7 separate regions of the Sus scrofa genome follow, and regions 2, 3, 4, 5, 6 and 7 are each linked to region 1. The links are chromatin contacts, called in public Hi-C, promoter capture Hi-C and targeted proximity ligation maps. All regions are on one chromosome and are shown on one strand. The core of a region is the stretch at or near the end of the contact, and the rest is flanking DNA. Distances in the headings are between cores, read along the strand shown. Region 1 holds the start of BTG1 (BTG anti-proliferation factor 1). Region 2 holds the start of LOC106510426. Region 3 overlaps LOC102159120 (a long non-coding RNA gene). Region 4 overlaps LOC110260821 (a long non-coding RNA gene). Region 5 has its middle 150 kb from the start of PLEKHG7. Region 6 has its middle 170 kb from the start of PLEKHG7. Region 7 overlaps LOC102159120 (a long non-coding RNA gene).

Evidence for each region. Promoter capture Hi-C pulls out the DNA fragments that hold promoters and counts their contacts. Hi-C and Micro-C count contacts between places; a contact is called where the count stands out from the background.
Region 2: a targeted proximity ligation map of skeletal muscle shows a contact between it and region 1, with 6 times the contacts expected there. A contact is called at or near these places in 5 of 47 Hi-C or Micro-C datasets (embryonic fibroblasts, fibroblasts, mesenteric adipose tissue and 2 more) and 2 of 2 datasets of targeted methods (alveolar macrophages and skeletal muscle).
Region 3: a Hi-C map of skeletal muscle shows a contact between it and region 1, with 2.4 times the contacts expected there. A contact is called at or near these places in 6 of 47 Hi-C or Micro-C datasets (embryonic fibroblasts, fibroblasts, heart right ventricle and 2 more) and 2 of 2 datasets of targeted methods (alveolar macrophages and skeletal muscle).
Region 4: a targeted proximity ligation map of alveolar macrophages shows a contact between it and region 1. A contact is called at or near these places in 3 of 5 promoter capture datasets (fetal skeletal muscle, liver and skeletal muscle), 4 of 47 Hi-C or Micro-C datasets (embryonic fibroblasts, epiblast stem cells, liver and 1 more) and 2 of 2 datasets of targeted methods (alveolar macrophages and skeletal muscle).
Region 5: a targeted proximity ligation map of alveolar macrophages shows a contact between it and region 1. A contact is called at or near these places in 4 of 5 promoter capture datasets (fetal liver, fetal skeletal muscle, liver and 1 more), 21 of 47 Hi-C or Micro-C datasets (adipocytes, alveolar macrophages, blood and 13 more) and 2 of 2 datasets of targeted methods (alveolar macrophages and skeletal muscle).
Region 6: a promoter capture Hi-C map of liver shows a contact between it and region 1, with 3 times the contacts expected there. A contact is called at or near these places in 1 of 5 promoter capture datasets (liver), 5 of 47 Hi-C or Micro-C datasets (blood, embryonic fibroblasts, liver and 1 more) and 1 of 2 datasets of targeted methods (alveolar macrophages).
Region 7: a contact with region 1 is called in a promoter capture Hi-C map of fetal liver, with 5 times the contacts expected there. A contact is called at or near these places in 3 of 5 promoter capture datasets (fetal liver, fetal skeletal muscle and liver), 14 of 47 Hi-C or Micro-C datasets (alveolar macrophages, blood, brain and 9 more) and 2 of 2 datasets of targeted methods (alveolar macrophages and skeletal muscle).

What each region holds. Positions count from the first base shown.
Region 1 is chr5:90,813,231-90,816,746 of Sscrofa11.1, forward strand. It overlaps BTG1 (BTG anti-proliferation factor 1), which reads left to right and starts at 1,964. Exons shown (of 2, transcript NM_001099936.1): 1 at 1,964-2,429; 2 at 3,393-3,516. The coding sequence starts at 2,282. The region is part of intron 3 of LOC106510428 (a long non-coding RNA gene); the gene reads left to right.
Region 2 is chr5:90,522,922-90,526,715 of Sscrofa11.1, forward strand. It overlaps LOC106510426, which reads right to left and starts at 1,360. Exons shown (of 7, transcript XM_021091262.1): 1 at 1,316-1,360. The coding sequence starts at 1,360.
Region 3 is chr5:91,071,297-91,074,730 of Sscrofa11.1, forward strand. All of the region lies in intron 3 of LOC102159120 (a long non-coding RNA gene), which reads left to right. Among named protein-coding and RNA genes, the nearest start is that of BTG1, 260 kb to the left of the region's middle.
Region 4 is chr5:90,436,726-90,440,395 of Sscrofa11.1, forward strand. LOC110260821 (a long non-coding RNA gene) reads left to right here. Exons shown (of 3, transcript XR_002344330.1): 1 at 1-828. Among named protein-coding and RNA genes, the nearest start is that of PLEKHG7, 130 kb to the left of the region's middle.
Region 5 is chr5:90,461,317-90,464,969 of Sscrofa11.1, forward strand. No RefSeq gene overlaps it. Among named protein-coding and RNA genes, the nearest start is that of PLEKHG7, 150 kb to the left of the region's middle.
Region 6 is chr5:90,482,191-90,486,052 of Sscrofa11.1, forward strand. No RefSeq gene overlaps it. Among named protein-coding and RNA genes, the nearest start is that of PLEKHG7, 170 kb to the left of the region's middle.
Region 7 is chr5:91,110,354-91,113,983 of Sscrofa11.1, forward strand. LOC102159120 (a long non-coding RNA gene) reads left to right here. Exons shown (of 9, transcript XR_002344338.1): 9 at 3,158-3,630. Among named protein-coding and RNA genes, the nearest start is that of BTG1, 300 kb to the left of the region's middle.

The sequences.
Region 1 (3,516 bases), core at 714-3,213:
AACATGGTTTTGTACATCAAGTATATGTCAATGAAAGAAAAAAAAGCAGTGGAGAAAAATAGGGACTGGGAGACGCGTCTGAGTTTAGATCCTAGTATTTTGTTAACAATTATTTCTGTTTTGTAGATGAGTCAATTTAAGCTCAAAATTATTGGGAGTCCAAGTTGGAGACCAGGCTTGGAGGTCAACAGATTTCTATTCTAGTTCTCAAATGACTGATGATTAAGGAAAGTGAATAGAGCAGATGATTAACGGTGGGTGGGGTTTAGAAGGATATCAGAAAATCTTGTTCTAGGGTTATGGTAATTTTAAGGATTTACTCCTGTTTCCCTATCTCCTTTTTCATTAGTAAAAGAGGTTTCACATCCTTAGTGAAATAATTACCACCACGTTTATTTATAAGCACAGTTCTATGTGAAAAGTTCTAGAAGGAAATATTACCATTATTTTTGATGCTTTTATCCAATGAAAGTACTTTCACAAGTCATGCTTTTAATACTATTTCTTAAAGTATTTATTTCACATATAACTACATAATTATTTTGTGTGAATGAAAAAATAACCTCAAAGTTGTTTCAAGCCCAGTTTTACATATTTCATGTGAACAATAAGATTTTTCCTTCTACTGCTTTATAGCAAATTCTACTTTTGCTTCATTTCTATACCCTTTGGCACAGTATTAAAACAAAACAAAACAAAACCTCAAAGTGGTGTGTTTTGCAATATTGATGACCAGCTAAGCTCAGGATATTTATTTCCATCTGGTAGAGTTCAACTTCTGCCTCTTGTTTGCTTTCTCCATCTGGCCGGCTCACCATCTTTTTTTTCTCCTCCTTAATGGAGTTCTGGTTAACCCTCTCTTAGGCCTAATCGTTTTAGCAAGTTCACGCCTTCCTATTTTTTCCTAGTTCAGCAAGTAGGGCTTAACTAAACAAATATCTGAGCAAATTTTATCTTTATTTTCTTGTTTTTATAAAGAGCAACAGAACTCTAAGGCTCAAACAGTTCAGTGGATTAGGAAAAAAAGGAAACAACCTTCTGTTTTGTGCAAAAAAGATGTAAAATGCATTATATAGGTTTCTTTTCTTTTACTAAACTTGTTATAATTACATTTATATTCAATAGCAGCCTTTCTTATCAGTTTTAAGCTGGTCAGTAAGGTCTCCACTTTTCTCTGACTCCTCAAGTTACTGAAACAGCAACCACAAAAGGCTTACTAACCTTTATTTATTTTGCAATTAAACTTTGACAAAGACATGCCCCAACCCTCCGCAAGGGTGGAAGGGAAACGGCTCCGAGGCGTTGGCTGCATGTTTGTGAGAACTGGGTTCCGAAAGCTGCAGGATGCCCCGCGAGAGCCGGTTCCCTCCACTTTTCCCCGCACTCCCAGCTTCCTCAGCACGGGTACCCGCATCCCGCTGCTCTGTATGCTCTTCCTTCCTGTGGAGCCAGGCACGTAGACTCAGCGTGGTGACGGGTTGTAAACACCGAGTACGCGAGCCGGCAGGTGCCTTGAGGCCAGATCCGTGCCGCAGGCGCGCGTGTAGACAGCCTGAGCGGGGCTGCTTTTATCTGCACAGCTCTGTCTCCTCGAGGCGAGCCCAGGCAGCGAACGCTTGCAGAGGATGCGCTGGCGCAGCTCCAGGAGTTGTTGGAGCAGGAAGGAGGAGTTAGGGCTAGGGGCGGGGCTTTCACACGCGCACCCTCTGTTTCCTCCATCCCGTTTTCCCCCCCGCTGGGCCGCCACTCGGGGGTTTATTTGTTTACAAGCGGATTACGTCAGCTCCTCCCTCTCCTCCCGGTCTCTGGGCACGCCCCCTGGCCCCTTTTCCCGCCCCCTTCGGCTCAGAATCTGCTTGCATCACAATGGTGCGATCTCCGGATTGGCTGGAGTCGTCCGTCACGCTCCAGCTACGCCACTTCCTTTTCTCTGCGCTATAAAAAGTGCCGCACGGCCGCTGCATCTCTTTGCCCGTCTGAGCTGGAAATGCAAGTGTTTGGAGCTTCGGAGGCTGCGGAGCTGGAGGCGGAGGCGGCCGGGGCGGTCCGAGCGATGTGACCAGGCCGCCGTCGCTCGTCTCTTCCTTTCTCCTGCCGCCTCCTGTCTCGAAAATAACTTTTTACTATAAAGAAGGGAGGAGAAAAAAGTAGCCGTCCACCGCTCACGCTCTCTCCCCCTCTCAGCCCACTGACCTGTGAGGGAGCCCGGGGTGGCCGCTCCGCCGTCGGGGCCGCACCGCCGAGCCCCGGCCGCCCCGGGCCGCCCCCGCCTGCCGCCCCCATGCATCCCTTCTACACCCGGGCCGCCACCATGATAGGCGAGATCGCCGCCGCCGTGTCCTTCATCTCCAAGTTTCTCCGCACCAAGGGGCTCACGAGCGAGCGACAGCTGCAGACCTTCAGCCAGAGCCTGCAGGAGCTGCTGGCAGGTGAGCGGGCGGCGGCAGGGCGGGGGGCGCCGAGGGACGCGGTGGCACATCTCTGGGCCGGGCCGTCGGGGACGCGGGAGTCTTGGCGGCACTGTGGGCAGGTCGCGCTCGGTTCCGGCAGCGGGACCGTGACTGGCGCGCCCGGCTGCCGCTAACGGCGGGTCCGGGACAGGGTTTGGGGGTGGGCCAAGGGCGCCCCCTCCCCCCACGGCTGGCAGACCAAGGGGACAGGAAAACAGACGCACAACAAAGAAACTGAAGCCGACCGAGGCGGGAGCCGCCGTCCTCGGACGGTCCGCGCATTTGGGGGACAAAGGAGCCGCCGGGCTAGGGTGGATTCGACGCCCCCTCCCCCCCATCCCGTCTAACCGTTGCGGGCCCGACGGCCGGGCCACGGGATGGGAAGGCGCGCCGCTGCCAGGGAGCCAGCCCGGGCCGGACGTGCAGTCTCTCCGCGCCTCCTACCCCTGTCCATTAATCATCGGATTTGTCACCGGTACAATTACTGCCCTGCCCAGAGCGTGGTTTAGGATGGCTTGTTCCATTCCCTTCGGGGCGAACAGTCCAGTGGCGCTCCTCTTCGAAGCCATAAACCCCATTGTGTGTGCGGCTGGGGTGGGGTGGAGAAAGTAAACAGGTTCCCGCCTGGCCACCGGTGCCACCCCGCTGCCCGGCTGGCGGAGGCTGCCCGCCGGATTGCCGTTTTGGCAACTCAACCGGTTGGTTCCCGGAGATTGTTCTGTACGGTGTACTACTGTTATTTCTCAAACCCTGCCCGCTCATTCCCCATCGCCTTACATGGACAGCCGCGGATTCAATGCTGGGTTTTTTTTTTTGTTTTTTTTTTTAAAGAAAGTTGCTAGTTTGCATTTTCCCTCAACGAAGCCAGCCGAAGAAAGAAACTACAGCGGGAGCCAGCAGTAACGATATCTAAGCGCTGTTTCTGTTTTTTTTCTTCTATAGAACATTATAAACACCACTGGTTCCCAGAAAAGCCGTGCAAAGGATCAGGTTACCGTTGTATTCGCATCAACCATAAAATGGATCCTCTGATTGGACAGGCAGCACAGCGGATTGGACTGAGCAG
Region 2 (3,794 bases), core at 110-2,609, 290 kb before region 1:
GGGATTCAGACTGAAAACAGGGAAAAATCCCAGAGAAAGAAACCCTTCTCTTTTTTTATGACTGAGACTCCCAGCTCCCTGTGGCGCAAAGCCTCTCCAATTGAGGTCTGAATCGGAGAGCTTCCTGGGGCTGCTGAGTGTGATCACGCTTAATTTCAATCAAGTAGCAGAGTCCATTTCAATCCATATTTTCACACCAACAGGGTGAATCTGCATAGTATCTGAACTGAGGCTGGTTTTTGAATGACTAGCCTGGCTAATGTGCATGTTACTTTTTCAAAAGAGAATGTGTTTAATAGTTCAGAAACATCCTCTTGCTGATCCCAGAATCATCTCGAGAATCCGGAATAGGAGGGTCTGAAAGGATGGCTCCCTCCCAGGGTTCCCTCTCAGCCCTCAGCCCTAGCTGGGTCTAAGCCCTGCTGAAATCTGTCTTCTTTTCAATTTCCTGATACCTTGACTTCCGAGCTCACCTCGATTTTCTTTGTCTTCCTAGCACCTGACCAGTCATTCTCTGTGTTTCATTGGTTTGTTTCCTCTTCCAGACCTTTGAATTAAAGTAGTTTCCCACGGTTTGGTGTCTGGTTATATCATAGGATGCTTGTGCCCAATGAAGCCTGGACTTCCAGGGCCCCATGATGACAGAGAAGTTCCCGATTTCATGTCAAGACAGAACAACTTGTAGAGACAAAGAAGGCCACCTCCTGTCAGGCCTCCGTAGAAGCTTCCCAATGGACTTGTCAAATCTCATCACGTGGATGTGGGTCTCTGGCACGTTTCCCACAGGGTGGGAGTGACTCTTATTGGCTTATACTGACGAGGATCCACTCTGTGAATCCAGAAACAGCTTGGAGTGGCTTGTGGCTGAGAGGAGGTAGGGTGACCATGGAACCAAGTAAGAGGTCAGGTAGGAAGGTCAAAATCCAAAACGGGTTGGGAACCAATCGTGTCTACTCTACTGCTCTTCTTCATCTTTCCTTGAAAAGTCATGGACTCCCAAGATTGGAATTCCCTCGATGGAAATTAATCTCATCATTGTCTTTGGCCAGCACTCCTCCTGATTTCTAGTTACACATTCACATGTTGTTGCCTCTAATCCAACTATGTAGTTGAAATTCAGTTTCTCTTTCCTCTTCCCTGCTTCCCTCAAACTCAGTTCTCTTGACCTCCCAGTCTCTGTAGCGGCATCATTCTCCTTATCATGTAGGCTTCCTCTTCGCCAGCTCCCTTCCCCTTGTCTCTGTTAAATTATTCATCAAGTCCTGTTGATTTTTCTTTGGGGAGATTCCTCTCCTTCCTCTTTTGTTCCACTCACCAAAGCTAGCTGCTTGACAGGTCTCTCTTCTTTTAGTCTCTTCATCCTGTAAACTGACACCATGTATGTCTTCAAACTAACGCTTCAATCATATCGTCCCTTTACGAAAAAAAATCTGTATTCCTGTTCTCTAAGATTTAGCACCAACTCCTTAGCCTCAAGGTGGCCTTCCTCAATCTGATTCCAACCTACTGTTTCAGATATTTCTTCTGCTAATTATAAACCCTTCAGCAACCATAAAGTTCCTCTCATAGTCCCTCCAGACACATCTCCTACTTAGAAAGAGTGAGGTAGATTGGATTCCGCAGCTTGCCGCTGGCTACCTGCAAGCCTTTGAGCACATTACTTCACTTTTTGGAGCCTCAGATTTTTAAACTATAAAATGAAGTTTAGGTGAGGCATGAATAAGAATATTCTTAGGCTGTTTATTACCTTGGCATATTTAATAGGAATGATTATCTCTGTACTCATCCAGTATTTTGGTCAATGCATTAATTATCTGTTTTGCTGCTGCATAACAAATTACCTCGAAAACTTAATGGCTGAAGATAATATTTATCTCATAGTTTCAGTAGGTCAAGAACCTGGATGTGGCTTAGCTGGTAATTTTGGCTCAAGAATTGTTTTTTCATCTTTTGTCTTTTTGGGGTCACACCGGTGGCATATGGAGGTTCCCAGGCTAGGGGTTGAATCAGAGCTGAAGCCGCCGGCCTACGCCAGAGCCACAACAACATGGGATCTGAGCCACGTCTGCAACCTACACCACAGCTCATGGCAACGCCAGATCCTTAACCCACTGAGTGAAGCCAGGGATCAAACCCACATCCTCATGGATGCTATCGGTTTCGTTAACCACTGAGCCACGACGGGAACTCTAGGCTCAAGAATTTTAAATGAGATTTCTCTCAAGTTGTTGGCTGGGACTTGGATCTTATCCAAAATCTCAGCTGAGATGGGGAATCTAATTCCAAGCTCACTCATGTGGTGTTGGCAGTTCTGGGTCCCTCTGCACAGGGCTAGATCATAACATAGCAGTGACTTTCTGCAGGATGACTGATCCAAGAGCGAGCATGAGTACACCCAAGACACAAGCCACATTTTTTATGACCTAATTTCAGAAATGACATTCTTTTTAACAATTTTTTAAATTAAAATTACAGTATCTTATTGTTGATTTTTAATTGAGATGAACTTCACAGAACCAAAAATTGAACCATTTTAAAGTGTACAATTCACTGGTGTTTTGTACATTCCAGTGTTTGCTACCCCCACCTCTATCTAGTCTTAAATCTTTTCATTACCCCCAAAGAAAACCCAGTATCCACTAGGAGACACGCCCTCTTCTCCCTCTTCCTAGTTCCTAGCAGCCACTAAATGTTTTCATCTTTGTGGATTTAGCTATTATGGATATTTTGGAGTTCTGTTGTGATGCAGCAGAAACAAATCCGACTGTCATCCAGGAGGATACTACTTAACTTTCTTTTTTTAGTGTCCTTATATTGAGTGTCAGTAAATGCAAGGCATCTGCTAGGGGCTGGGAAATGGTTGAATAAGATATGGGCCCTCCTTGTAGGATTCACAACTGGTTGGGGAAGTGGACCTTTAAAAGTAACGACAGTGGTGGAGTTCCCGTCATGGCTCAGCAGAAATGAATCCGATTAGTATCCATGAGGTCGCAGGTTCGATCCCTGGCCTGCTCAGTGGGTTTAGGATCCAGTGTTGCCATGAGCTGTGGTATAGGTCACAGACGCAGCTTAGACCTGGTGTGGCTGTGCCTGAGGTGTAGGTTGGCAGCTGTAGCTCCAATTTGACCCCTGGCTTGGGAACTTCCATATGCCATGGGTTTAACCCCAAAAGGCAGACACACACACACACACACACACCAGAAAAAAACAAAAACAGAAACAAAACCCAGCTATTATGGATAGTTCATATAAAGTGGATCATACACTGTATGGTTTTTTGTGTCTGGCCTCTGTTACTTAGCAGAATGTCTTCAAGATTCATTCATGGCGTAGCAAGTATGAGTAAGCACCAATCTACTCATTAGAAGTGAACCAATAAGTCCAGCCAGTACTCAAAGGGAGGAGATGATAACGGGTGTGAATACCAGTGGGTGAGCATCACTGGCGGCCGTCTTAGAGGGCATCTACCACAGTCAAGGACTCCTAGGTGACAGGAAGTTAACACAAATTAATGGGAAATTTATTGGAAGAATATGCAAGCATCATGTAAAAGTGAAAAACAAGATGCAGAAACAAAGGGCCTCAGAAACTGCACATGGTACATAAACCACCTTTCTCTGACATGTTCTAGATGTTCTAGAATGATCTACAACATCATAGCCCCCTTGATTTTTCTACTGCTATTGGGATGGTCCTTCTTACATTTCTTTACTAATTTTCCTCTTTTTCCTGATTTTTAAGTATTGAAGTGCCTCAGGGTAATGGCTTCAGAGCACTTCTCTGCTCTGTTTAAA
Region 3 (3,434 bases), core at 380-2,879, 260 kb after region 1:
TTTCATTCATTTAATAAAACAACAGGGACAGGATGTGATTAAAAAAACCTCAGCTCTACAGACAAAGTTCCCAAACTTAAACTGTTGGTGAGTGAAAAAGTACCCCCATTGGAAAATTCAAAATATTTTTTATTTATCAATTGATGTACCTACTTCCAAAAGGGATGTTACTCTATAGTGAATAAAAGTACGATGACCTTTTTTTGAGAGATTAACGTGTGAAAGTTAAGGATTATGTTTGCGTAATACCTCTTTTATTTGTCCTGTTTCCCATCACAAATGACTTTTCAGTCTTTGGTATTTAGTTTGGCCAGCCAGTGGTTCATTACAAAAGTCCTCTAAGAAAAGTTAAAACCAGTTAATGAACAGAAACAAAATGTAGAACATTTTTAAAAACTCCTTGATACCTTTCAAATCATGAGTGTATTTTTGTAACTTGTGTTTCACATGCCATTTTGCGAGAAAACCAATGCTGGCCTTATAAGCATCCTACCACTGTAAACGAGACCCCCTTGGGGGAAATTTATGGCTTCTCACAATACAGTCTCTAATATTTAGGCTCCAACTCTGGAAGGCAATATTATCTCTTTATCCTATGAGACTAGCAGGCTGACCAAACCAAGTCTGAAAAATTTAGATGACGTTTAAAGAAGTCAGACTGTGCTGGGCAGATAACTTTAGTACAAGTCTAAAATAGAATCAGGAACATTGGAGCTGTTCTACTTCTGAACATGGAGACATTCTGCCAAGACATGTGTCATCACTATAATGAGTGCACTGGAGGCTGGGACGAGTGTTGGAAAGTCCCCCAGTGAGGGGGCTGCCAAGAGGTGCTTCTCTGAGACCTTTCCTCCAGGTAACCAGGCTACTATCAAATTTAGCTCATACATGATTCTAAGAAGTAAGAACAGAGAAAATATTCCACACTAGAAAAAATGGTAAGTTTCTCTATAGTCTTGGTTTATTTCCAATAAGTCTTGACTTCTTTTTCCATCCTACCCTTCCTTCCAGAGCTAAAAAGAAGTTCAATTTAGAATAGGGCTTGCCATGAGCACCTACACAAATCCAATAATCGGATGATTATTTCAGCTTGGTTAATTAAGTGGATAAGGTTCAAAACCATGGAATCGAGTCAAATATAACGGGGACTTTATATCCACCACATTTTGTAAGTTCAGAGGAACAACTGGAACAAGTGGATTTTAATATTACAGATGCTCTTTGTCATTGTCTGCAAGTTTATCTGAATGGTACAAACTAAATGGATGAGTTTTTGAAAGAAGCGGGTGTTCAAGTGATACCAAATGACAAAGTGTATTAAATCACCATGTGGTGTGTGGCACCAGCTCCTGGCCCTCATGAGGGAAATAAGCCTGGCCCACATGTGGTGGTCGTTGGCAGAACTCATGTACACATCTCCTTTCTGCTGAAAAAGAACAGACATCTATTGGAAACAAACTGAAAAAGACACATCCTCTTTGATATGTCACTGAAAGGGAAAATTAATGTGATTGTAAGGCAACAGGATGTGGGTGTGTGACTCACAATGTAAGCGGCCCACATGATGCATGTTGACATCAGCGCTGTGGGGACATTTCCTTGGGTTTCACACCAGCAGCCGTTGAACGGGCTCCTTAGAGCAGCCCCACACACGCAGCATCAAGCAAGACTTCGTGGCTCTGTCTCTCCCACGGCCCTGGTGTCCACAGAGTCTTAGGGGAGAGCTGACGTTGCTCAACAACCCTCCCTTCCTCCGTGACCTGCTTCTTCCTCCAACCATTTGCACCGCTGCCATGCTCCAAGCTGCCCGGGAAGAAGAGCGAGGGCTGCGGGAGCCCTGCTCACTATCCAGCTCCCTGAGAGATAAGAGCAGCCGTTTCTTTCCCCATCCTTGTCCCAACCCGCTTTGTAATGATGGGAAGATGTTGCTCCCCAAAATACAGCTGAGGCTAGAAGCCATATGTGTGCTCGCCTCTATCCTGTGGACCTTATCTCTCTCTTCCTGATCGGGTTCTTCTGCGGTACAGGTTGTTCTGCCTCTCGTAATTATTGTTTGTGTACAAACCTTATTCCTCCTCTTTGAAATAGGGAACACGATCTACTCATCTTTTTATTGTCTGCAGCAGCTATAAAAGGCCCTAAAAATAAATGTTTATTAAGTTGAATAAACAGAAGCGTTTGAATAGAAAACAATAGGTACATTAACTAATCAACAATTTACGGAGTGTCACCTATGTTCTAAGCACTGTCCAAATTCTAAGTGTCACGAGTGTGAATACTCTAAATTCTTGCTCTCAATTAAGTCATTTGAGAGAGAGAGAGAGAGATCCCAGGGTGTAGTGGAATACAGAACAGGAAGGAATGTAGTCAGCCTAGGGCAATCAGTCCAGGCTTCTGGCAGAGGATGAGCTGACTTGGGTCCTGAAGGATGGGTGATATTCAAGAGGCAGAAAAAAGGAAACGGGCATTCCAGACAATATGAGCATTCTTTGCAAAGCCACAGTCATGGAAGTACAGTTTTAATTAGGAAACTAAGGACAGTTGAGACTGCAGCATTGAGAGGAACAGGGAAAGAAGGGACAGAGGAGAGGTTATTTACTTTCTATGGCTACATCACAAATGATCACAGACTTGGTGACTTAAAACATCCCATGTTTTTTATGTCAAGGTTTCTGTGGATTAACTGAGTCCTCTGCTCAGGCTGAAATTGCAGAGCTGCTTGGGCCTATGATCTCTTGGAGACTGAGGCGCCTCTTCCAGGCTCACAGAATTGTTGGCTAAATTCATTTCTTTGAGGCTGTATGATCCAGAATTTTTTTTTTTTTTTTTTTCTTGCTAGCTATTGACTGAAGACTACTCTAAGCTCCTGGAGGTCACCCTCAGGTCCTTGCCACATGGGTGGTCCATAGGCTCTGTCACAACATGCCAATTTGTTTCACTTCTGAGGTCACCTGGAGGGCATCCCCGTAACACTTCCCCTGTCTCGTAAAGACCTCACCTGATTAGGTGTGGCCCATCCAGGCTATTCTCTCTTTAAATTAGCTCAGAGTCAAGTGGTACATAACTAGAGATACACCATAATATTCACTATCCCTGCCCCATATTCAAAGGAGGGTATCAGAGCAGGGCATATCTGCAGGGGATTGAAATCTTGTCACTGTTTTAGTATTATTCCTATCACAGAGGAAGCAGCGGGAATAGTGGAGGAAAAAACCCCAAAAAACTGGGGTCCAAAACTTGAGTCTTTTCTGAGCCCTGCCACGTGTTATCCATCCACAGTTGGGTCCCTTCACAGATATAAATTCTTACACCTATAAAATGGGATGAACCTCATAGAGGTGGTCTCAGTAGTAAATGCAATCATATACCATAAAAAACTCATATACCCCTCTGGATATAGATGCTTGGTGTAAAGGACTTTGAGAGCCATGCTG
Region 4 (3,670 bases), core at 731-3,230, 380 kb before region 1:
CAAGCACTAACCTTTGAAGGGAGCCGTCTGTGTAATCAGAACTTGGAACAGATTCCAGAAACTGGAACACAGTGTTGCTACTCTTTCTTCCTCTGACCATGATACTGGAACCAAAGCTGCCTGATAAAAACTCAGATGCCCTCTGGGATGTCGACACAGTTGGGCTCTGGGATCCATTAGGCATAAGAAAACAACCTCATGAAGACTGGGCAGGTTTTGTGGGTCTGACTGGCCTAACTGCCATGGAGTCGAACTATATGGCTGCACCTGGTGGCATGGTGGGCCCTTCCCAGTGTCTCTCATTTTATTCTAGGCACGAAGACTGTTTTGCTGTTTACTCATTTTACTTTAATTTGGCTTTATCGTCTCTTCTCCCGTATCTGAACTTTTCCCAGCACGTGGAGGCCTTTTGCTTTCCTACCCAAAAGAAGATTCTGTTAACTGTGTGAAGTATTTTGGGTTGCCAAGGAAACAGAAGACTAGTCTGGACTCATCAGAGAGTGGCAACATTTTGACGGACCATGGGGAAGGGTGCTGCCAAGCTCTGCTCAGGTAGCGGAGATGGAAAGGCTGAGGTGTGGTGGTAGGGATGCTCACCCAGGGATTCTGCCATGCCCTCATGAATAATAACCATCATCATTATGAACGTGGTGAAGCAGAAGGGGAATAATGAGTTGAGGAAGTTGATAGAAAAAGTCACATCAGTTTTATGGCCAGAAGACGTGGTGGACAACTTCATTTTCTAGTGGAGAGAGATGGTGATTTTTATAACTTAGAAGTGTTTGTCAAGGAACTGCAGAATCCACAGCTGAACAAGAGGAAAAACAGGTCAGATTCAAAGAATGGCTGTGAATTTACCCTGAGATGTTTGCTAGGAGTGTGAAAACGAATTGAGATAGCAAGTGAATGCCTGCTTATTTGTTAATATGTGGGTAGACTCATGGAAAGAGTTGGAAATGTTTGAGGTCATCCAGCCTAGGTGTTTTCAAACACTTTATTCTTTAAAATAGCACAAGTTAAAAAATAAACTTTTTTTTTTTTTTTTTTTTTTTTTTTTTTGTTCAACTTCAGTGTAAAACAGGGAAAAGCAAAAGTGGTTGTGTCGGAAGAGGAAGTGGGGAGTTGAGAGCAGGACCCTCGTGGGTTTGTGTCTCTCTCCACCCACCTGGTTTTTCCATGAGACACCACTGTGCTAAGGACTCGGTTAGAAAACCTCCTCATTTCATAAACAGGGGGTAGGATGACTTACCTAGAATCGTTCAGTTAGGTACGAGGTACACCCGCTCCCTGGGCACTGATGTTTCCCTTACGTCAGACGTGGAGTCTCAGTGGTGATCCCCGTTTCCCGAGCCGCCTCTAACCCTTCCTACTTGTCATGTCAGCAGGGTTCTATTTCTCATATTCTTCTTTCCCTATTACTTAATAGACTTCATCCCCGTCACTGCAGTTCTCATAACAAAACTTAAACAAAAACATATTTGGCTCCATATATCCATGAGTCGAAGTAGGAAGATGGGCTCTGACTTCCTCAGCAGCTGCTGCTCTCAGACGTCCCTTGTGACCAGGGCCCCCCTCCCCAGTTCCATGACCAATACGTAGTGGGAGGGGGGCAGGGAGGTGGAATCTGTGTTGTCATCTAGTATTGTACTCCCCTGCCATGTGACAGAGTAGAGTAATGAGAAACTCTCTGCAGGTCTTGGGTTTTTGAATGCTGCTGTCTTTCTCAGAACTGACATTGTCTCTGGCCTCTGATAAATGATACATTCTCATATCCTGTTTTGTGAGATTTTTTAATCTTGTGTAGCTAATAAGCAGACTCTTACAAAGCATGATAGCATCTATCACCTGAATAAAAGAAGTGGCAATTGTATATGCATTTCTAGGGATCGTCGATTTTTTACACTCAGGGAATTTCTCGTTATTTTTTGCTATTGTAATGAGGAAGTTGCTGCCAGGAGTGGTGAAGAGCTGTGTCAGTGAGTCAGCAAGTTGGCGGCGTGAACTCAGTCCTCCTTGCTCAAGACCCATTGTTCCTACCACCCTGTTTGGTTTGATCGAAAAAACATGCACTTGCTTCCTCTAGTGCAAAATATCCGTGAGAATGAGAGAGAGAGATTTTCCTGTTTCTTGGAGGGGAAGGGTAGGAATAAAGACCCTCATTTATAGGAGATTGGCTTTTTTAAATGGCTTGCCAGCACCTTTAGTCTTTGTTTGGTCTGAGAGGGTAGGTACTGTTTCCTCCTAGGAGTTTAGGCATTTTATCAGTAGATCTGGTTGCAGTTTTTACATTAATGAATGCATCCTTTATCTTTTACATGGAATAAGATTCAGTTTGGTCCATTGGTTCAAATACTATTAAGGTTATAGGTTGGAACTCCTTTGAGCTAATTCGTGAAAACCAGACCCATGGCCACTGATTTCACCATCAAATACGGGCAGCCGTCATGCTCATTGGGACGATAGGTCTCTGCAAATCTAATCATCTGTCTTGGGGAGATGAAGTAACCTATATATGACAGTGATGAGAGGGGGAGCCTTCACTGTATTAGCTTCATCTTCAAAGAGTAGATTGTTGTTATTTTTCCTATCTTTGTAAGCAGTCTGTTAGAGGTTAGGAGTTTGGCCTCTGGAGCTGGACTGCCTGGGTCTGAATCCCAGGCCTGCTTTTTATTGGCCGTATGACCTTCATTGAGTTAGGCAACCTCACGATGCCCATTTTTTTGCATTTGTAGGGTAGGTTAATACGAGTAACCACCACAGGGTGTTCTGAAGATTAAACAAATAAATACATACAGCTGCTGAAATAGTCTGGCATAGAGTTAGTGCTTAATAAATATTACCTATTATTCTCTAAACTCAGATACACATCAAACTTCTAATTGTTTCAAACTGTGACATGATAAGTGTTGTTTGAAGCAGTTACATTTTTTTTTTTTTTGTCTTTTTTGGGGCCATACCTGCGGCATATGGAGGTTCCCAGGCTAGGGGTCCAGTTGGAGCTGTGGCTGCCAGCTTATGCCAGAGCCACAGCAACGCAGGATCCGAGCTGTGTCTGCAACATACACCACAGCTCATGGCAACGCTGGATCCTTGACCCACTGAGCAAGGCCAGGGATCAAACCCATGTCCTCATGGATGCTAGTTGGGTTTGTTAACCCCTGAGCCACAGCAGGAACTTCCAGAAGCAGTTACATTTTGGAATGATTTGTTACACAGTCAGAGATAACCAGTTTACACACTAACCATAATTAAGAGTCATCACTGATATTGGAGATAGTCTAGGTAGGGCATATCTCTTTTTTTGGTCTTTCTGTCTTTTCTAGGGCTGCACCTGCAGCATATGGAGGTTCCCAGGCTAGGGGTCTAATTGGAGCTGTAGCCACTGGCCTACGCCACAGCCACAGAGCAACACCAGATCCAAGCTGCATCTGCAACCTACACCATAGCTCACAGCAACGCCTACGCAAGGCCAGGGATCGAACCTGCAACCTCATGGTTCCTAGTCGGATTCGTTAACCACTGAGCCATGATGGCAACTCCTCATGTTTTTTCATGTACTCATTCAGTAAGCATTTGCTATGTCCTAAGCTTTGTGGACACAAAAGTTAACTTTATAAGAAAGACACTGAACTTACTTTGTTGGACAAAGTGAGCTTGAAAAATTTGTGGC
Region 5 (3,653 bases), core at 110-2,609, 350 kb before region 1:
TATTGCCCCTCAAGCAAGCTTCACTTACCACCTGTCATCATGTTGGTACTGCTGCATTCCGTATGCGGGAGAATTATTTCTTTGTATCCCTGTCTTGATTACAAATGAAACTTAGACCAAGAGAACCATCTGCTTTTCCTCAAACTCAGCAGGTGCCGTATTTCTTGGTGCCTGTGGACATTTAAATTCCCCCCACTCCTACTTTTTCTTTCTTTCTTTCTTTCTTTCTTTTTTGCTTTTTAGGGCCGCATATGGAGGTTCCCAGGCCAGGGGTCCAATCAGAACTATAGCTGCAGCCTACACTGCAGCCACAGCAACATCAGAACCGAACTGTGTCTGCGACCTACACCACAGCTCATGGCAATGCCAGCTCCTTAATCCACTGAGCAAGGCCAGGGATGGAACCCACAACCTCATGGTTCCTAGTCAGATTTGTTTCCACTGTGCCACGATGGCAACTCCCCCCCCCACTTTGGAGGAGACAAAACGAGTCCTGTGCCCCAGTGGTCAGTGGCCTAGAATAGGTTGACTTCGTCAACTTCAAACGCTCAGTGAGAATAGGACATGCTTTATACATTGTGAACCCCCCACCTTGATAGGCATGGAGAGCTGAGTCTACAATAGATTTTTAGTCAAAGATATAAAAAATGCTGGTTCTATCCTTCCAAATGTAGGACTTACCTGTTTTTAATTGCTGCCCAATTTATTAAGCATGTCTACCATATTAAGCAAAATAGATGTAAGGTGGTCCTCGCCCCAGAGAACGTGTGTTACTCATTCCTTCCCAGGTCAGATAAGTCAGTCTTGCCATCTCCAAACCAGGGCTCCTTACGTATTAGCAAGAGCACACAAATTAATTTTGAACTTCTCCTAAACATTTATAAACATGTCAAGTAATGCAGACATCTCTGGTATGATATGAGTCCTGGGCTGTGATGCAAGAAACCACTTTATTTTACAGAATTAGCATGTTCCCACAAGACAGAGTGTAAATCATGTCACACGTTGAGAGTACTAAAGGAACTCACTGGGGGAACTTGTGATGAATCATCTTGTGAAGCAGAGAATTTGAATGTAATATACAAAATCCTTCATTAAGATATACCTTTTGCTAGAGCAAGGTATTCTCTTCGGATTTAACAAAGTACATATGCATCATATATGTGATATGACGCCAAGATGTCCATTTCCTCATCTGTAACTGAAATTGGTTGATTTTTGTGCTTGCATTTCATGTCCCGGTCTGTAGTTTTTGACTTGCTTTCTTTTCTTCTTTCACATGTTGTCAGGGTGACTAAGCCTTGTTACAAGTCACCTCTTCAGCTCAGACTCAGCCAGCAGAGGGTACTGTTAGAGCACTTAAGTGGATTTCCCATCTTTGTCTTATCCATGCAGAGAAACAATATCCGAGTAATAGACAGGGACGATATTCAATAGGCAAGGTGCTGGCAAGATAATAGACATCAGCGATCGTGTTTCAGCATCATTTTGCAGGAAATTCCCTTTGTTCTCTGCTGCTCACAAAGGACATTCCACGCAAAATGTACCTGTAGTTCCTGGTGATAAATGTCTGTGAAAGGCAGATGAAGAAGGATGGTGGTTGTGGAGTCAAATCTGCCTTTAAATTTGCGAGGTACTTATCCTTTTTAGGTTTAGGGTTCTTAATCAAGATATCAGCCCCATGTGTTCTCAGCTTGCTAGTGAATGATAATGAATAATTCCTGCCGTAGCAAGTGACATAATAAAATAATCAGGCAGGCGTGCACATTGTAAATCAATGAGCACAGATGTCTCCAAATGGAGGGGACATTTGAAGATACTTTGCATCTTGCTGGTTTTGGAACACTTGAGAGGGAGTGACTGTTTATCAAATAAAGTGAGCATCTCCCCATTCTGAAGTCAAGATCAGCATTAAATATATTGTAGGAGGAGATTTTGTCCCTTAATGTTTACATAAATTTGATGAATTTGTGTATAATAGTGGGTCACATGTTTTAAAAAAGTACGCATTTGTATTTTTATATTAATAATTTTAAACATTTTTATCAAAGCAGAAACCACATATGGTAACAACAACAAAAAAAGATAAAAGCACTTGCACTGAAAAGCAGTAGTTCTCTGTCTACTCCTTCTTAGCTTCAGTCTCTTCTCAGATATAGCATAACTCTTTTTTTTTCTTTTTCAGCTACCCCGATGGCATGTGGAAGTTCCCAGACCAGGGATCGAATCCGAGCCGGAGCTACGACTTGTGCTACAGCTGCAGCAATACCAGATCCTTAACCCATTGCGCCTGGCCAGGGATCAAAGCGGCGCCTCTACAGAGACAAGCCAGATCATTAACATACTGGGCCACATTGGGAACTCCCTAATTTTCATTTTATAGTGGGGTTTTTGTTTGTTTGTTTTGGTTATTTACCTATATATGTCTCAGCACTACTTATACTGCTAAATCTTGGGTTATTAGTTTTAGATGTTATAGATTATCTTCCTATGCTGATTGATGAGAATATAACTTAAGTCACACAATACCTCCTTAGTCTTATCTCTACTTCAGGCTTGTATTGGTTACCTCTGCACCTTTAGATAAAATACTTATTCCTTTTGCAGCTTTATGTGAAACACCTCTTCTTTTAACAATGTACAACTTATTTTGCATCCTTATTAATTTATTTTTTTACTTTATTTTTTATGGCCACACCTGCGGGATATGGAGGTTCCCAGGCTAGGGGTCAAATCAGAGCTGTAGCCACTGGCCTACACCACAGCCACAGCCACGCGGTATCCGAGCCCAGTCTTTGACCTACACCATAGCTCACGGCAACGTCGGATCCTTAATCCACTGCGTAAGGCCAGGGTTCGAACCTGCGTCCTCATGGATGCTTGTCAGATTCCTTTCCGCTGAGCCACATGGGAACTCCGCATCCCTGTCTTCTCAGCTTTTCTCTCCACTTTTCCTTCCCAGTCGGTACCTCTTATAATCTCTATCACTACAATGTCAAGATTAACATTTGCCTTCTACTTTCTCATCGTAATTCTACCATTTTTGCCTATAGGTAGAATCCAAAATTGTAAGCCAACAAATAGTGTTACCATTGGGACTCATCTTGTTTATTGCAGTGTCACATAGCATATTATTATACTTCTTATACAGCTTTTACTTTTTCTGGATTTCAAATTACCTCTTTTTTTTCCTTATGCTACTTGCTACTTGCCTTGCTTGTGTTTCTTGTTCATTTTTCACAATTTGTTCAGAGCTTTTGTTCAGTTTTTCCAGAAACTACTTTCTTTTGAAGCTCTTCATCTTGCGCCTCTTATCTGCTCTTGTTATGTAGGCTGGCCGACAGCGATCAGCTTGATGTGACTTTTCATTGTTTCCTGGTTCTGGAGATCAGGTCTTTTGCTTTCTTTGTTTACTTTTTCTTTTGCTGCAGTACATACTCGTCAAAATTCTTAAGAAATGATATGTAAGATGCAACTTTTCTAATTCTTTGAATGTATAAAGCACCTGTAAGTGTGGTCTATGTTCACACTTGAATAATAATTTAATTTGGTCCATATAGAAAATATAAAATTCCTCAGAATTTTAAAGACATTGTTCCTTTTTCTTGAGCATCAGTATTGCTGATGTGACATTTCATGCCAGCTTGATTCTC
Region 6 (3,862 bases), core at 1,056-3,555, 330 kb before region 1:
GGGTGGCCGCCTAGGGGAATTACTGAGTCCAGAGCAAAAATGACCATGTAGGCTGTTTCAGAAATTAACTTAATGTGAAAATAGACGTCATCTGACTTGCTTAAGTAGAAGTACAGGGAGCATGTGGCCCCAGATTTGGCTTCAATTTCCCTTTGAAGTTAATGGGCACGGCAAGTGCTAGTCTCATTGTGGCCCTCGGAGCAGTATGTTTTGCATATACAGGACTTTGTAATGAGATGCGGTGGTTATTTATGTTTCGGTACTATTCCCTACAGACTGTAAAAAGGCACTTTGCTCAGCCCTGTCTAATCATTGCAGGTGTCAACACACTGAAGGTGAGTTTATGGGGCAGTAACCCTGCAGTTGTTATAAAAGAGCTTTTCCTGGAAAAAAAGATTTAAGCAATCATGTGAACTTCATTCTGACTGAGGGGGCCCCAGTGGCTTGATGATCCCCCAGTAACCATGTTTTTGTCAGGGTGGTAGTCAGTGTAGAGTGAGGCATAGGTGGGAAGGTTTCAGTTGAGGGTCATTTAACATATAGAACATGAGTCTCATGTTATCTCTTTCAAGGTCAAACTTAAATCCCTAAATCCGGTGTTTCTGTACACCAAAACACTCACTGGTCACTCCCTAAATTAAGATCTAGTTATTAAACATTTGCCAAATACCTACTAAATTCTAGATGCTGGGCTAGACTTTATAGAGTCAAAGATAAAAAGTTTAGGGACTTATCTTTAAGAGTTCTCTATCTAATTCTGAATCCCTATGCCAGTAATTTGTCTAGATGTGATTCACAAGCCTGGCTACTCAATGGACTCATCACTGTAGCTTTTAAAATATTGATGCTTGCAGAGTTCGTGGCACAGCGGAAACGAATCCAACCAGGAACCATGAGGTTGCAGGTTCAATCCCTGGCCTCGCTCAGTGGGTTAAGGATTCGGCATTGCTGTGAGCTGTGGTGTAGGTTGAAGACACCACTGGGATCCTATGTTGCTGTGGCTGTGGCATAGGCCAGCAGCAGCATCTCCAAATAGACCCATATGCCGCTGATGTGGTCCTAAAAAAAAAGACAAAGACCCCCCCCAAAAAAAAAAAATATATATATATATATATATATATATATGCTTGGCTCTCTTCCCAGATATATCAAATCAGAATCTCTGGGGCTGGGCTGCCAAAGCCATGTATTTAACAAGTTCTTAGGACAATTCCTATGCTTCCAGCCCTGTAAAACTCTGAAGATCTGAGTTTGGGGACCACTTACCAAAATAGCTTATTTAACACGGCAATACTATTATGTATGTTTTATTAACTGTGTTATATGTCAAGCTCATACAACCCAATCTAAAATTACTTAAAGAACTATTACTTCTTATAGTCTCAAAGTCAATCATAGTATTGTGTTCAAGCCTTTAATAAATCAGCATTTTTTAACCCTGAGTGCATTTTAGAATTTTTCTGGAGAGTTTTTAAAAAATGCTGATACCAGGTCCTCACTCTATACCAATTAAGTTAGAAACTTTACACACTAAGTCCTGGGTATTGACATTTAAAAAAAAAAATCTCTAATTGATTCTTATATGAATCCAGAAGAGAGACTCATTGGCTTAAATATTTGCTGTTGATGAGAATGAGCGAGCACAACTGTTATCTTCCTGGAACCAACAAGCACCTTTTGATAATTCCTTCCATTTGTATGGTTATCTTCAGTGTTCAGAGTGCTTTCGTCTGTCCACATAAATCTTGTAAACCTCTGCAAGAGGCCTTAGAGATGGTTTATGCCAGAGGTCAGCAAACATTTCCTGTAAAGGATTAGATAGTAAATATTTTAGGCTTCGTGAACCTTGTGTCACAACTGCATTAACTAGAATGGAAGCAGCCTTAGGCAATATGTAAATGAACAGGCATGGGGTGTGTTCCAATTAACTTTATTTACAAAACAGGTTGGAGTTGGATTTGGCCCTCAGGCTGTCGTTTGCTAACCCCTGGTCTAAACCAACACTCTAGTTTTACAGATGGGGAAATCGAAAGGTCCAATGGGTGTTGTGATTTGACTCAGATTTTATAGCTAGAAAAAGGCAAAAATATGCCTGAAGTTCAAATATTTAGACTTAAAAAAAAATCAGTGAATAGTGTTTTTAAAAATTCAAGCATTGAAAAGAGGGTTTTCACTAACAAATCATTATAAATCAACTCTAGTTCGATTTAAGAGAAAAAAAAATCAGGGTCTTCTCATTCTTGCCTTCTGTGTTTGTCTGGACTTAACTGTGTCTAGGTGACCTTGTGCATGTTTATTACTCTGTCCCTACTGCAAGCTCCTGGAGACTAGAGCTTGAACTTGTTCAGTGTTCTGTCCCCAGGGGCAGGGTGCAAAGTAGTGCCCAGTACCTGTCAGTGAATTGAATATATCAGAGCCATGCATTTGGAGCTCAGTTTCATGTATTTATCTCAAGACAGCCTAACCCTGGCTAGTTCATTGACTTCCTTAACTAACTTTTGCTAATATCTAGCTTTACTAGCCAAGGGCTGGTGCTCTTTGTAACTTCAAATAGTATTTATATAATGACAGAAAAAGTCACAGTGGATAAAGCAAAGGTCAAAAGTCTAATTATTTTTTAATACATCCACCTTCATATTTGCCCAGAAAACTATAAGAAGTCACTGTGAGCACTCTTCTTCCTGATTTGTTTGCTCTTCACTTTTTCCCTCTGTGCAGCATGCAGGACACTCCACGGGCAATGTGTTTCTCTCATCTGTTACATCCAGAAGCGCCCTCCCACCCTCACTGCCCCTAACCGCTGTGCAGACTCACCAGTTTGACCTTGGGAGGTACTGTTTACAGTTGGGTGAACTTGGGACTTTCCCTTTTGAGTCAAGCTGAGCAAATGGACAAGAAAACCCTGCAGAACCTGTTCAGCGATTTCAGACTGTAAGCAAGCAGCTCAGAGGGAATGGGGGTAGAGAGTACTTTATGACCCCAATTAACGTCTTCTCTCCCAAGGTTGTCAACACACCAGGCTGAGCAGCAGCCTGAGAAAGTGGCTCGCTTCCCAGGCAGGTTTGCTGGTTGGCCTCCAAGTAACACCACCCTGGGTGCTTGCTTAATGCAGGTGCAATGGGCTATCATCTTATGTCTTTGCCTTTTCAAAACTTGTTTTTCACACGCATATATATGCCCCTTCACACATTCATAGTTACTAATATCTCAGTGTGGAAAAAGAGAAGACAGAATGTTATGGTCATATGAGGGCAAACATCTTTCAAAAGGGAACTCATACTGGGGAAGACTGGGTCAAATGCTTGGGAAATAAGTGAGGAGGACAATTTAGCCATCAAATCTACGATGTGGCTCTAATGTCATATCATTTGCATGGCCACTGTACAGAACCACATTATTTGACCTTTAAAGTTTGTACATTGATAAATAATTTGAAAGATAGCAAAAAAAAAAAAATGTAGTTCTCAACTTCTCCCTGTTGACAGACATTTGAGGAGAAAGGACACTGCATGTATATGTCATGGAATGAATGCATGAATGACGCTTACATTTTTAAATAATGAAGATTCCTGATGAGTGGAATGGATGACACCTTTTATATGGATTCCGAGAGGAGGATTTTCTGTATGGAATGGAATTGCTAGAAAGTGGTGTTTGAGTTAGGGCTTGAAGGATGGATTTCCACAGTAGAGAGGAGGGTTAAGACCAGACAGACCAAACTGAAGGCTCAATCAACAGGGGCATAAGGGAAGTGCCATCTGGCTGGAGCAGGGCATTTTTTTCAAGGCATGGTGGTGCCTTGGTTGCAGAGTTAGGTGGAGGTGGCTGTGGGAAACTGAGTAATGGTATGGTGAAATCTCTG
Region 7 (3,630 bases), core at 523-3,022, 300 kb after region 1:
TCAAATCAAAACTACAGTGAGGTACCACCTCACACCGGTCAGAATGATTATCATTAATAAGTCTACAAATAAAAAATTCTGGAGAGGGTGTAGAGAAAAATCCCACAATTTCCACTGTTGATGGGAATGTAAATTCATACAATCGCTATGGAAAACAGTATGGTGGTACCTCAGAAAACTAAATATAGAACTACCACATGATCCAGCAATCGCACTTCTGGGCATATATCTGGACAAAACTTTTAGACTGCTTTGGGTATTATGGCCATTTTAATGATATTAATTCTTCCAATTCAGGATCATGAGATATCTTTCCATTTCTTTGAATCCTCTTTAAAAAAAGAAAGAAATCTCAATGTTAAAAAAACTTGCTTAAGCATATGCTATTTTTAATAAAACTTAGGCAAGTCTAGTTAGCCTATCAACAACAACAACAACAACAACAACAAAAACAATGCAAATAAAAGTACAAAAGTCAGTATGACGGATAACTTGCACTGGAGCCACAGACAGGAGGACAGAAGAGAAGAGTATGTTAATATACATTTAAACAATTGTCAGTGTTCTAGTTCTTGGCCTGGATGTTGGGTTCACAGATATTTATTAGTTATTGAAATGAATGAGTGAACAAACAACTAAGTAAAATAAAAGATGGCTCACACATGGATCAGTGTTGAAAGTTGTGTCACGACTCACAAATTAATTCAAATCTGTATACCACAGGTTCATTTAAAAACCAAGCAAGAGAATAAAAAAATTCAAAAAGCTAAAGTTGATTTTATCTGTTTAATTTTTTAATTTTTCCAGCTGGAGAAATAAAAGGCATAATGAATCTATTGTACATGCTTAAAAATAGCAATTGAATGGAAATTTATTTTTGGAGGATTTACAATCTAATGTCATTACTAGCAATCGCAGGATGTGTGGCACACAGTTTAGTACTTGCCTCTTCTAAATCCAGCTTTTATTAGAATTTTGTTTGTGATGAGGGGATGGGCAGGAATGTTCCCTCAGAGAGATGCTGTTTCATTAACATAATATATAGATCATTCTGTCCGTAGAGACTGATTCTTCTATGTGATACTATTAGGTTTTTATCTTTTAATGATGATTTTGTTTCTTGTAACTTCCTGTTGTTCCCATTACAATTATATCTTTATAAAAGAAGCAGAGTTACTGCAGTCTATGTGAAGGTGACATTATAATTATTACCTTTATTAGGCAATCAGGATTCAGGCTACCCAGACTGAATGAACTAGAAAAACTGGACAGTCATTTACTTTATGTGATTTATATCATCTTGATCCAAATAATTTAAACTATTAAACTAGGAGCTTAGAACCATATCTCAATAGGGAATTATGTTCTTCATAAATATAATTCAGACCCTCTGGTCTCCCATGTTGAATGATGAAAATGTCCAAGGTAGTAAAAACTTATGGTTGGAACAGACCTCAGATGAGGTATCACAAAGATCAGAGTCTCAAGTGAGTGCATGTGTGTTCGGAGTTTTCTGGTGGGGAGAGCACTCTACAGATACAGGTCGGAATATCTCTGTGCTCTTTCCCCAAGTACCTGTATGAATAGAAACAGCTCAACATTTTTGTTTCCTTCAGGCCTTTATTACAAATTGTAGGGTTTAAAAAAAAAATCTCTTTCTATTCCTTTCTGCTAGTGTCCTACATGAAAATACTGGAGCCCCAGGACGGGGCTTACCACTGCATTGCTTGTATTGCAGTGCCAGCTCCAAGGCCAGACAGCAAATATACGCTGAATGACTGACTAGCCCCATTAGGCAGTGAAGCTGCTTTAGCAATCAGTCTCCTAAAATAGGGTTATTTACTTGTTGAAAACATGCTTTTCACATTGGCTTAGCTCTTTAATTGACACAGGCCCACTGCCACTCTGCTGTGACACAGATCCCTTTCTGAACACTCCCCAGCTTTTCTGACCTCCATTTCACATGGAGACACATTGACAACCACATCCATTTTCATTCAACGGCACTGCCCTGCCTTACCCCTACCTCTACATTGCAATTCTTTGATTCTTTATTATAGATCTAACATGCCCCAGCCTGGTCTGGGAGTCCTTGGCTTTAGATTATAAATAGGGCTGCAACTCAAGTGGAATCTTGTTTGTTTACTAGACTGCTTTTGAGGTTGTTCAAACCCAAATAGCCAGAGGAGAGATGGAAACTTAATTTGTTTCAGGCTTCAGTGCCTGGAGGCAAGGCAGACTCTCAGTTTCCCATGAGCAGACAACTAAATGTTTTCAACCTGGGTGAGCAAAAAAGACTTTGTATACAAGCCATACAGGCATTTCCCAACAAGTTCAGCTCAGATTCAAATGACAGTTACCTGTCATACACTGAATGAGATCCAGCTACCCAGGGAGTTGAGCAATTGTTTGCTTGTTCAATACATTAATCCTCGACTTAAACAGAGGCACACATTACAGAAAGTACAGCAAACACTCCATGTGCCAAACATGATGAGGCTTCTTCCTGCTCTTCTCTGCCCTTACCTTCACCAATCCCTACTGGAATAACAAGTTCTAAAGTTCTTTCTGCTGTCCTGGAAGCTGTTATTGTGGAGACAAAAAGCTATAGTTAGGGCAAATTGAATTGTTATGCAAGACTGAAGCCAGTTGTTTGGAAGAAGGAATCTCAGGCAAGAATTAAGTTGGAAATTTTAATGTGTTAAGTGACATAATATGAAAGAATTACTGTTTTGTGAACCATGTAGAAAGAAAGATGGTAAACTGAGTGTGTCCCAAACAATTTAATTTAATTCAGTGCAGAAATTACTTTTTGAACACCAATCATGAAGCCTTAAATTAGACTACATGTTAGATATTGAATGAGAAGAGAACAGATTCTTCTCAGGAAGTCTATAGTTTGAATATTAATTCACACAGGCCAATGTAATACCTGTAATTAACACAGATACCAGCAAATAATAGGCATTAATAAATTTTATGCCATTGCATTATTATTGTATTGTGTTATTATTATTATTATTGTGACAAGTATTATACTACTGCTATGCAGTGAAAAATATTATAGGGCTGTCTTCATATTTTTATTTTGCCCATGGGAGGCTTATAAGAGAAAGCAATACAGTAACTGACTCTTTTTTTTTTTTTTGTCTTTTAGTAACTGATTCTTGAATGGTGATCCTGCCAGCAGGAAGAAGGAAAGGACATTAAGATAGAAGGAATGGCATATACAAAACATCCATGGCATAAAGAAACAACCAGTTCAGTGGCAAGAAATATCCAGATCCTTCTTGGTAGGCCAGGGTACTTTTGGCAAGAGAACATTCCTCTGTACTAAGGTCCAGACCTAGTAGTCCTTGTCCAGGGTAGACCAGATCCTTCTTGGTAGGCCAGGGTACTTTTGGCAAGAGAACATTCCACTGCACTAAGGTCCAGACCTAGTAGTCCTTGTCCAGGGTAGGATAACTTGAGACAGTATAGGGAGGTTTTGAAACACAGTAAAAGAATGCATCCAAAGTAAGCAAAAAGCAATGCCAGTGGTCAAGTCTGAAGAGCCAGCTGAAGCTGTGGGTGGGCTAATGAGTAATGCAGTAAAAAGTAATAGGGATTGAAGTGTGTCAAACGCAGATC